Regions from separate parts of the Mus musculus genome. Here all the other regions are linked to region 1. Evidence: chromatin contacts called from public HiChIP or PLAC-seq data. All regions are on one chromosome and are shown on one strand. The core of a region is the stretch at or near the end of the contact, and the rest is flanking DNA. Distances in the headings are between cores, read along the strand shown. Region 1 overlaps Afmid (arylformamidase). Region 2 has its middle 14 kb from the start of Gm11734. Region 3 overlaps Timp2 (tissue inhibitor of metalloproteinase 2).

Evidence for each region. HiChIP or PLAC-seq counts read pairs in DNA pulled down with a chosen protein or histone mark.
Region 2: a contact with region 1 is called in a FOXA1 HiChIP or PLAC-seq map of pancreatic cancer cells. The contact joins two enhancer-like sites. A contact is called at or near these places in 1 of 484 Hi-C or Micro-C datasets (embryonic stem cells) and 5 of 115 datasets of contacts at active chromatin or transcription factors (embryonic stem cells, pancreatic cancer cells and stem cell-derived neural progenitor cells).
Region 3: a contact with region 1 is called in a FOXA1 HiChIP or PLAC-seq map of pancreatic cancer cells. The contact joins two enhancer-like sites. A contact is called at or near these places in 1 of 39 promoter capture datasets (embryonic stem cells) and 2 of 115 datasets of contacts at active chromatin or transcription factors (large pre-B cells and pancreatic cancer cells).

The regions. Positions count from the first base shown.
Region 1 is chr11:117,837,407-117,840,106 of GRCm38.p6, forward strand. It overlaps Afmid (arylformamidase), which reads left to right. Exons shown (of 11, transcript NM_027827.3): 11 at 1,087-2,502. The coding sequence ends at 1,119. Among named protein-coding and RNA genes, the nearest start is that of Birc5, 10 kb to the right of the region's middle. Within about 2 kb of position 1,380, at least 43 of the 459 cell types and tissues checked have an H3K27ac peak or open chromatin away from gene starts, as enhancers often do. A contact at or near this core is called in pancreatic cancer cells, where this site is marked.
Region 2 is chr11:117,535,414-117,538,113 of GRCm38.p6, forward strand. No RefSeq gene overlaps it. Among named protein-coding and RNA genes, the nearest start is that of Gm11734, 14 kb to the left of the region's middle. Within about 2 kb of position 1,403, at least 109 of the 459 cell types and tissues checked have an H3K27ac peak or open chromatin away from gene starts, as enhancers often do. A contact at or near this core is called in pancreatic cancer cells, where this site is marked.
Region 3 is chr11:118,321,522-118,324,221 of GRCm38.p6, forward strand. The region is part of intron 1 of Timp2 (tissue inhibitor of metalloproteinase 2); the gene reads right to left. Among named protein-coding and RNA genes, the nearest start is that of Cep295nl, 20 kb to the right of the region's middle. Within about 2 kb of position 1,415, at least 33 of the 459 cell types and tissues checked have an H3K27ac peak or open chromatin away from gene starts, as enhancers often do. A contact at or near this core is called in pancreatic cancer cells, where this site is marked.

The DNA of each region.
Region 1 (2,700 bases), core at 130-2,629:
GACATACGGCATCTGCTTCAGACACTCCTTTTTTTTTTTTTTTAAGATTTATTTATTTATTTTACATACAATGTCAATCAGACACACCAGAAGAGGGCATCAGATCCCATTACAGATGGTTGTGGGCCACCATGAGGTTGCTGGGAATTGAACTCAGGACCTCTGGAAGAGCAGTCGGTGCTCTCCAGCCTTCTCTCCAGCCCCACACGTTTTTTAGACAGGGCATCTCATGGAACCCAGAGCTCATTGCTTTTGGCAGGCTGGCTGCTGCTGGCCAGGGAGTTCAGGGTTCCACCTATCTCTGCTCTCCACCCCAGCTCTAGAGTCAGATCTGGGCCCCTGCACCCGACCTCTGTGGGTTCTGGGAATATGTCTGGTGTCTCCCCAGCTGAGCCACCTCTTGGTCCGTACTTCTTTTTTTTTTTTCTTTTTTTTTTTAAGATTTATTTATTTATTATATGTAAAGTACACTGTAGCTGTCTTCAGACACTCCAGAAGAGGTTGTCAGATCTCGTTATGGATGGTTGTGAGTCACCATGTGGTTGCTGGGATTTGAACTCGGACCTTCGGAAGAGCAGTCGGGTGCTCTTACCCACTGAGCCATCTCACCAGCCCTGGTCCATACTTCTAAGTTGAGCGACAGGCTCTTCCTAAGTAGACCAGGCAGGCTTTTAACCCCTTCCTTATGCTTTCCTGTCTACTCTGTTTGGATGGTGGAGGTCAGAGGCTCACTTGCGGGACTTGGTTATTCTCTTCAGTTTGATTCTGGGATCAGACTCAGGCAGTCAACTTGGTGGCAAGCACCTTTATCCACTGAGCCATCCCACTTTGGTTTTGAACTTGTAGCCCTTCTGCCTCAGGATCCTGTTGGCCCACAGGACCAGCTTAGACCTTTTTATTTACTTGTTTGTCTATTTATTTTGAAACAGGGTCTCACTCTGTAGACCAGGCTGGCCTGGAACTGAGGTCCACCTGCCTCTGCCTCCCAAGTGTTGGGAGCAAAGGTGTGTGCCAGCACCTACAACTGTTTCTTTATTCAGATAGCCATCCATTCCTGGCCTTTCTTGTCCTCTCTTCCTCCTGCAGATCATTTTGAAAACAGTCTTCCAGAAGCTGTGAGGACACCCAGTCCCCATTCTGTATGCACCTCAGAGAGCCTTCAGAAAAGAGGCTCCATCTCACACTGCCTTGCCTGTCCACCCTGTACAGTCTCCCTGCTGTGAACACAATCTCCTCTCCTGCCATTCTTCACCCCACCCAGATGGAGGCCCAGGGAAAGCCTGCAGATTGTTACTGGAAAATGCACACAGCCACCACCTGGCCAAGTCTGCCCCACCCTCCACCCCACCCCTGCCTGCTGACAGGGAGTTGCCATTAACTTCTGGCTGGCTTTCTGTGCCAATTAGCAGTATCAGTGTGGACTGGCTGGGGCTGAGGCTGTAGCTGAGTGCTGGAGTTCTGCCTATCTCCTACTGCAAGAGAAGGTGGGGTGGGGAAAAGAAATGAAGACAGACAGACAGACCAACCAAACACTGGGGGACGTAGCTCGCTGGTAGAAAGCCTGACCACCATGCATACGATCCTGGGTTTCAACAAGGAAACCTGATACTAACAAGGAAAAAAGAAAGAAAAGAGAAGAGACAGAGACAGGCCCAGTGTATACCTGAATCCCAACACTGAAGCAAGAGAATTGCTTGTGATTTCAAGACCATCCTGGACAACATAGCTAGACCCTGTCTCAAAAAGAAAAGGGACTGGAGAGATGGCTTGGCAGATCAGAGTGCCTGGCACTGAGCCTGACAACCTGTGTTTGGTCCTTGGGGATCCATATGGAAGGAAACAACCAACTCCCCCAAATTGTCTTTTGGCTGCCATGTGTGTGTATCTTAGCATACACACCACACATACATGATGATGGTGATAAAAAGAGTCCATGTTGTGCCTGCTGTATGAACTAACAAGGATTTACTTAGAACTGCACCAGCCCAGAGAGGCCACCCGCACAAAGACCTGTGTGTAGCAGGCTCTACCAGACCTGATAACTATTCCTGCAGCACACCACTGGGCCTTCTGAAACAGCTGGTGTGGGCTGTAGCCATACTTCTTGCCTACTTTATTGGGTTCTCATAGCTACCACTCTTCCCCACCCCAATCCCTTCCAACCCCCCAACACTAGGGAGTTGAGAAGGTTGGAGGGAAGGGGGGCATAGATCTCTTTAGATGCCCTGCTGATTAGGGGCATCGAGATCTTTGGGACAAGAACAGCCAGCAAGTCATCAAATAGCAAAGGAGCCACAGGGGACGCAGCAGCCACCTCCTCTTGGGGCTCTGGCATTTTTAACCCTCTTAAGAACCCCCAGAATTCCAAATGTCAACTATCTTCCTCTGGCAGCCTCACGCCCCTGCCTGCCAGGGCAGGAGACAAATCGTAGTTGCATGTGGACAATCTTAAGCAGCCCCATTTCCCACACCTGGCATTAAAGCAAAAGCTTAGTCACATAACTGGGGTTTTCTGTTTGTTTATTTAATGTATGTGAATATACTGTCACTCTTCAGACACACCAGAATAGGGAATTGGATCCTATTTCAGATGGCTGTGAGCCACCATGTGGTTCCTGGGAATTGAACTCAGGACCTCTGGAAGAGTGGTTAGTACTCTTAACTGCTGAGCCCATCTCTCCAGCCCCATTAACTGGAATT
Region 2 (2,700 bases), core at 153-2,652, 300 kb before region 1:
CTGCTTGTTCTCCATAAGCAGTGGGAGCTACAGGACTCTGAATAGGGAATGAGCCACACTTAACTTCTCTACAAATTGATCTGGCAGACAGAGAGACAGGGTGTAAAATGGCTAACACCAAAGGGACAGTTGGCAGCCTGAACTAGGAGGACACTGAAAGAGTGTGTGAGATGTGCTCATTGACACATCAGACATGGGGATCTGGGAAGAGCCAGCACTCTGTCCTCCACGTGGTAGCTTCAATAGCCACAGCTGGGTCTCTGTGGATCCTGGAGACAGAGCTTCTGTCAATGAGATTAACACATCTCTGGACCAGGGCAGCCCTTCAGTATCCAAGTTCCCACTGACCTCTAGCTGGCTGTCAGGACAGCCCAGGGCAGCAAAGGGAAGCCACTGCTGACTGAGACGGCAGGTCAACCCCAGCTAACTGGCTAAATAAAGCCAGAGTGGTAATAATGATTAAATTGAAGCACCTCATTAATTTCACGGGAGAGGTGGGCAAACACAAGGTGACACGTTCCCCCCAAGACTCATTGTTTGCCTGGCCCCAAGACGTCCCCACGTGATGTCTGGTTAAGTCTAATTTAAGTACGTATATTTAATGGCTCAGTAAGTAAAATTGTGGTTATTGTTTGGAGTGGTTTGTACAATAATTTATGGGCTTGGCTGGCTCATTGATGGGTGTCTATGATGAAGTGGGTGGCAGCTGTGAAGAGGGCTTCTGAGCAGCTTGGGGAAGGAGGGAAGACTGATTCAACCCCAGTGTGCAGACCAGCGAGAGAAGACTGCCCCCAACCTGGAGACACCAGGGCCTCGTGTGTGGCCTTGGACATCCCAGAAGACCCAGAGGGTCTTAGCTCTCAATAACCACAACCTGTCCTGAGTGAGCCAGGGGAGCCAGAGTGCTGGCCTACTATGTGTGAGACCCTGGGCTCAATCCCCAGCATCCTGGTAGCTCATCCCTATAATCCCAGAACCCAGGAGGGGCAAATAGAAGGATCAGAAGTTCTAAGTCCTCTTTGGTTACAGAGTAAATTTTAGGTTAGAGACCCTGCATCATAAAGAAGGAAGTGGGGAGGAAGAGGGCCAGGGGAAGGAAGGGGGAAGGAAGGGGGAGGGGAGGGGAAGAGGAGGGGGCAAGGAGAGGGAAAGAAGGAGGGAGAGGGGACAAAGAGAGGGGAGAGGAAGGGGAGGGACCAGGGAGAGGGAAAGGGGGAAGGAGCGGAGAGGGGAGGGGGAGGGGACAGGGAGGGAGGAAGGGGAAGAGGGGAGGAGGAGGAGGAGGAGCCTCTGGGATGGAGCATCATAAGCAGGCACAATTCCAGGTACTTTCCATGCACTTGTGCCTGTAGCCAGCATGATTCATCCCCACCAGCTCTGACCAGCTCTGCACTCTGCCTTGCCCTTCCAGCAGTTTCCTAGTCTCCAGCACAATCCCTGCCCTGAACACTTTTCCTGAGAGAGTCTGAGAGAGCACGGCCAACCAGTTCTGATCCAGGACCCTGGATCAGAGGTGGGCCCTGGGGTCTGTGGAGGAGGATGACGGATATCTAGTTCATCCACCTCACAAGGATGAGGCTGAAAGTGGGGTAGAAAGAGAAGCATTGTTGGCTGCCCTTGGGCTAATGCTGTCTTGGCCAATAGTGATCTGAGTCCTGGGGCTTCCTGCAGACCAAAAGAGGTGGAGTCTGATGCTGATGGGGTGGAGTCTGATGCTGATGGGGTGGAGTCTGATGCTGATGGGGTGGAGTCTGATGCTGATGGGGTGGAGTCTGATGCTGATGGGGTGATCCCTTCCAGCCTCCATGTCTAGAAGGAGCTGCTAAGGACCCCACTGAGCCCCTCCTCGGTCTGAGTCTGGCTCAGTAATACACCATTTCCATCCCTACCCTTCTCCCCACCCCTCCCCTTCCAGTGATTGTCCCTAAGAGGGTAGCTCTAAATAAGCGTGGCTACCTCTCCATTATCCACGGTGGAAGAAGCACTTTGTAGATAATCTAAAGCTATTTCCCGCTTCCAGACCAGCATTGCTGTGCCCACAAAATCCTCCCTGCTCCCCCATCCAAACGGGGACACCCGAAGGAGATGCCGGCTTGTCTGCAACTTGGCCTCAGAAAAAAATGCATTTTGCATAGCTAAGCTCAATCAGGATTCTCTGCAAAGGCCTGTGGCTGACAGTAGATGGGGCTTGGAGCGCCAATGCATCCCCTATGCCCAAAGACTGCCTAAATCACCGTTTCAATGTTGTCTCCTGTGTCTCTGTCAAGCAATCCTGCCCCTGAGAGCTCCCCCAGAGCTCTTCATTCAAAGGATAGAGGGGATATACACACACACACACACACACACACACACAGGTCCTTCTGCTAGCCACCCCTTTTTCCTGTCTCTGTCCAGTGCCGCATGACTGGCAGCATCCTCTTGGCAGCACCCTGGATCAAAACCTAGGCAAAAGTCTCGATGCCCGTGGTGGTGCATATCTATAATCCTAGAGGTAAGGTAGGAGAATCGGAAGTTCAAGGCCATCCTCAGCTACGTGATGAGGCTAGCCTGGGCTGAAGGAGACCTTGTTTCCAAACAGAAATACAACTAATAAAAGGTAAAGGGTTAAAGATCAACTTTGAAAGGGCCACTCTTGCCACAGCCTTCTGAGCCAGAACCGAGGCTGACAAGGACTGGTATGGGCGAGGGAAGAGGATTCAA
Region 3 (2,700 bases), core at 165-2,664, 480 kb after region 1:
TGGGATTACAAGTGCCTGCCACCGCGTGTGGCCTTCTGTAACGTGTATTTTATGAGAAGCAGGACATGGGGGTGGGAAAGCATATTAGTCAGGTTACAGTTAGTGACACTGGTGTGGCTCATAAACTTTAGACATCGATGGTAAGGAAGCAGGTCCTGTAGGAACTGTATCCCAGGCAACTGTATCCCAGGCAACAACAGCGCAGGTCCTGTAGGAACTGTATCCCAGGCAACAACAGCCTTAAAAAGTGATGTACAGAGACAGAACAAGAAAGTTCCAGAGTGGTATGGAACCTGATCATGCCCGACAGGACTCTTCTATCAGGAATCAAACCCCTGCTCCCTCCCTGGAGACCTCCCTCTGCACACCAGCAGTCGCTGTGACAGGCAGGCCTCCCTCTCTTTCACTTGGAGCTTATTACCTGGGCCAGGGCCTATTTAATGGCTTCTAAAGGCTTGCCCTTCAAATGGCAGTGGTGTAGGGTCGCTCTGGGCAAGTGTTTTGTCACTGGGCACATGAGATAAACAGAGACAAGGAGCAGGCAGTGCCGGCTCAGAGTCTCCAGTGGTCAGTTTGAGTCTTGGAAACTTGTGGCCAGGACTGTTTCCCACAGAGGCAGGGAGGTCCAGGCACGTGGGAGTGCCACCTGCTCTTCAGACCCCAGCACACTCTGGATCCCTCCCCATGAGTCTCACACCACAGCCCGGGCCCCACCCAGCTCCAAGGCCCATTAACTTTGGTGCTTTGGTCCTTCTGTGCAGCTGAGTAACCACTGGCCTGGCCACAAGGTCCTGTTTCCCAGCCTAAAGCAAGCCACCTGGCAGGCCACCCCACAACAAAAGGCCCTCTCTCGGTTCTGCGCCTTCTCCATAAACATTCCTGCAAAATACCTTCCCTTAACTTTTTGAGCCAGATGATGCACACTTTTAATCCCAGCACTGGGGAGGCAGAGGCAAGCAGATCTCTGAATTTGAGCCTAGCCTGGTTTATATAGCTAATTCCAGGACAGCCAGAGCTATACGTTCTGCAACATCACTTGGCCCTTGCTCTTTCCTAATCCATTTTGCTCCCTGGCCCCCACATGCTCGGATACCCAGATATGTTACTCCCCCCCCCCCAGAACAGAAAAGCTCTTCTACCCAAAATGCCACCTCTAGCTCCCTTCCCAGAGAACTTGCACTCAGCCTCGAGAAGCAGCCCTTCCTGGCTTCTCCCTGCAGTGGCTGCTGCTCTTCTCCCACACTATCTGGTGTAAATGCCTGTGCATCTGCCTGCTGAGAGGTCCTAACCGGTAGAGGCCATGCTATGGAACAGATGGGACTCAGAGAACATCTGCCAGATGGAGCTGGGCTGACCCTGACAGCCTCAGGATGGCAGCATGGGCATGGCTGGCCCTTGGTCCCCACTGTGTAATCTGTACAACCATCACTGTGCTTATGCAAATGTGTGAGCATGTTGGTAAATACTGCCCAGTGTTTGCTCTCTGTATAGCACTGTTGTCAGCTTGGAAACAAGACGGGACAGGGGTCTCAAAGGAGTGACTCACCTCCTTCTGCCTGTCTAGAGAACTTCTAGCCTTGTTTCTCAGTAATGGCCCATTATACTGCACCATGCTTACTCCTCCAATGTGTTCACTAAGGGCTGGGGCTGTAGCTTAGCCGGTGGAGGGCTTAAGTTGCCATCCACAAAGTCCTTAGCTCAAGTCCCACCACCTACAACTGGACATGGCATGTTCTTAGAATCTTAGCATTCCCTTGAACTATAGAGTTCTGAGGCTGGCCTGGGCTATTTGAGACCATGTCTCAACCCAAAACAAACAATAAATGTTCAATAAAGGCAACACCCTCTTGGCAATCAGAAAATAAGCCCAATGACTTCCAGACAGCCAAAAGCTCTCCTTTCTCTCCCATAGAACCTAGGATTCAATACTGCTGTCTCATGGAAGTCCCCAACTTCCCACACCGCCGTTGAGTCCCTGACATGATCTAAGCCGAAAGACTGAGTGAGATACAATCAGGTGCGCGCATTTGTGTGAGAGGCGCTGCTGCAGAGATGAACTCTGACAGTCGTGATCCTCAGAGACCATTTGACGGTGCAGGTGACACAGATGTCACCAGCTTGTGTCATATTGTGATGGTGAGGGCTAGTGAGGCCCTGGGCAGGGCATACAGTGCTAGGGACACATTGAAAACAGGGCAAATTTCTCTGCTCCTATAAGACAAAGACCTGGACGCTGGCCCTGGTCCCGTGACAGTCAGATGGGCCAGGACAGTATGTGACTGTGTGCTCACTTTGCTTCAGGGATGAAGGCCATCTACTTTCTTTTTTGAAAATCTCATATGAGAGGAGACGGATGAGCTGAGAGTCTGGGGTAGACACAGGATTTTCAGGCTAGAACATTAATGGGGACACAGTTCTGGAGTGTTTGTAGGGAGTGGGGAGGGGCAGACATGGAGAATCTCCATTGACAACTGGGCTGCTTCTAGGTAGCCAGGAACCACAGGTCTGGGTTAAACCTGGGTGGACACTCCTCTCCCACTTAACGGTCCTGTTGCGAGACAGGGCCGGCACTGTTGAGTACAGCAGACATGGGTCTTAGCTCTTATCTGGTGAGAACACTGGATGGAGGAGGAGACCGGGGAGATTGTCCCAGTAAAAGCCTTCACCGCCCTGGTCTTAGATCACTCTGATCTAGGCAGT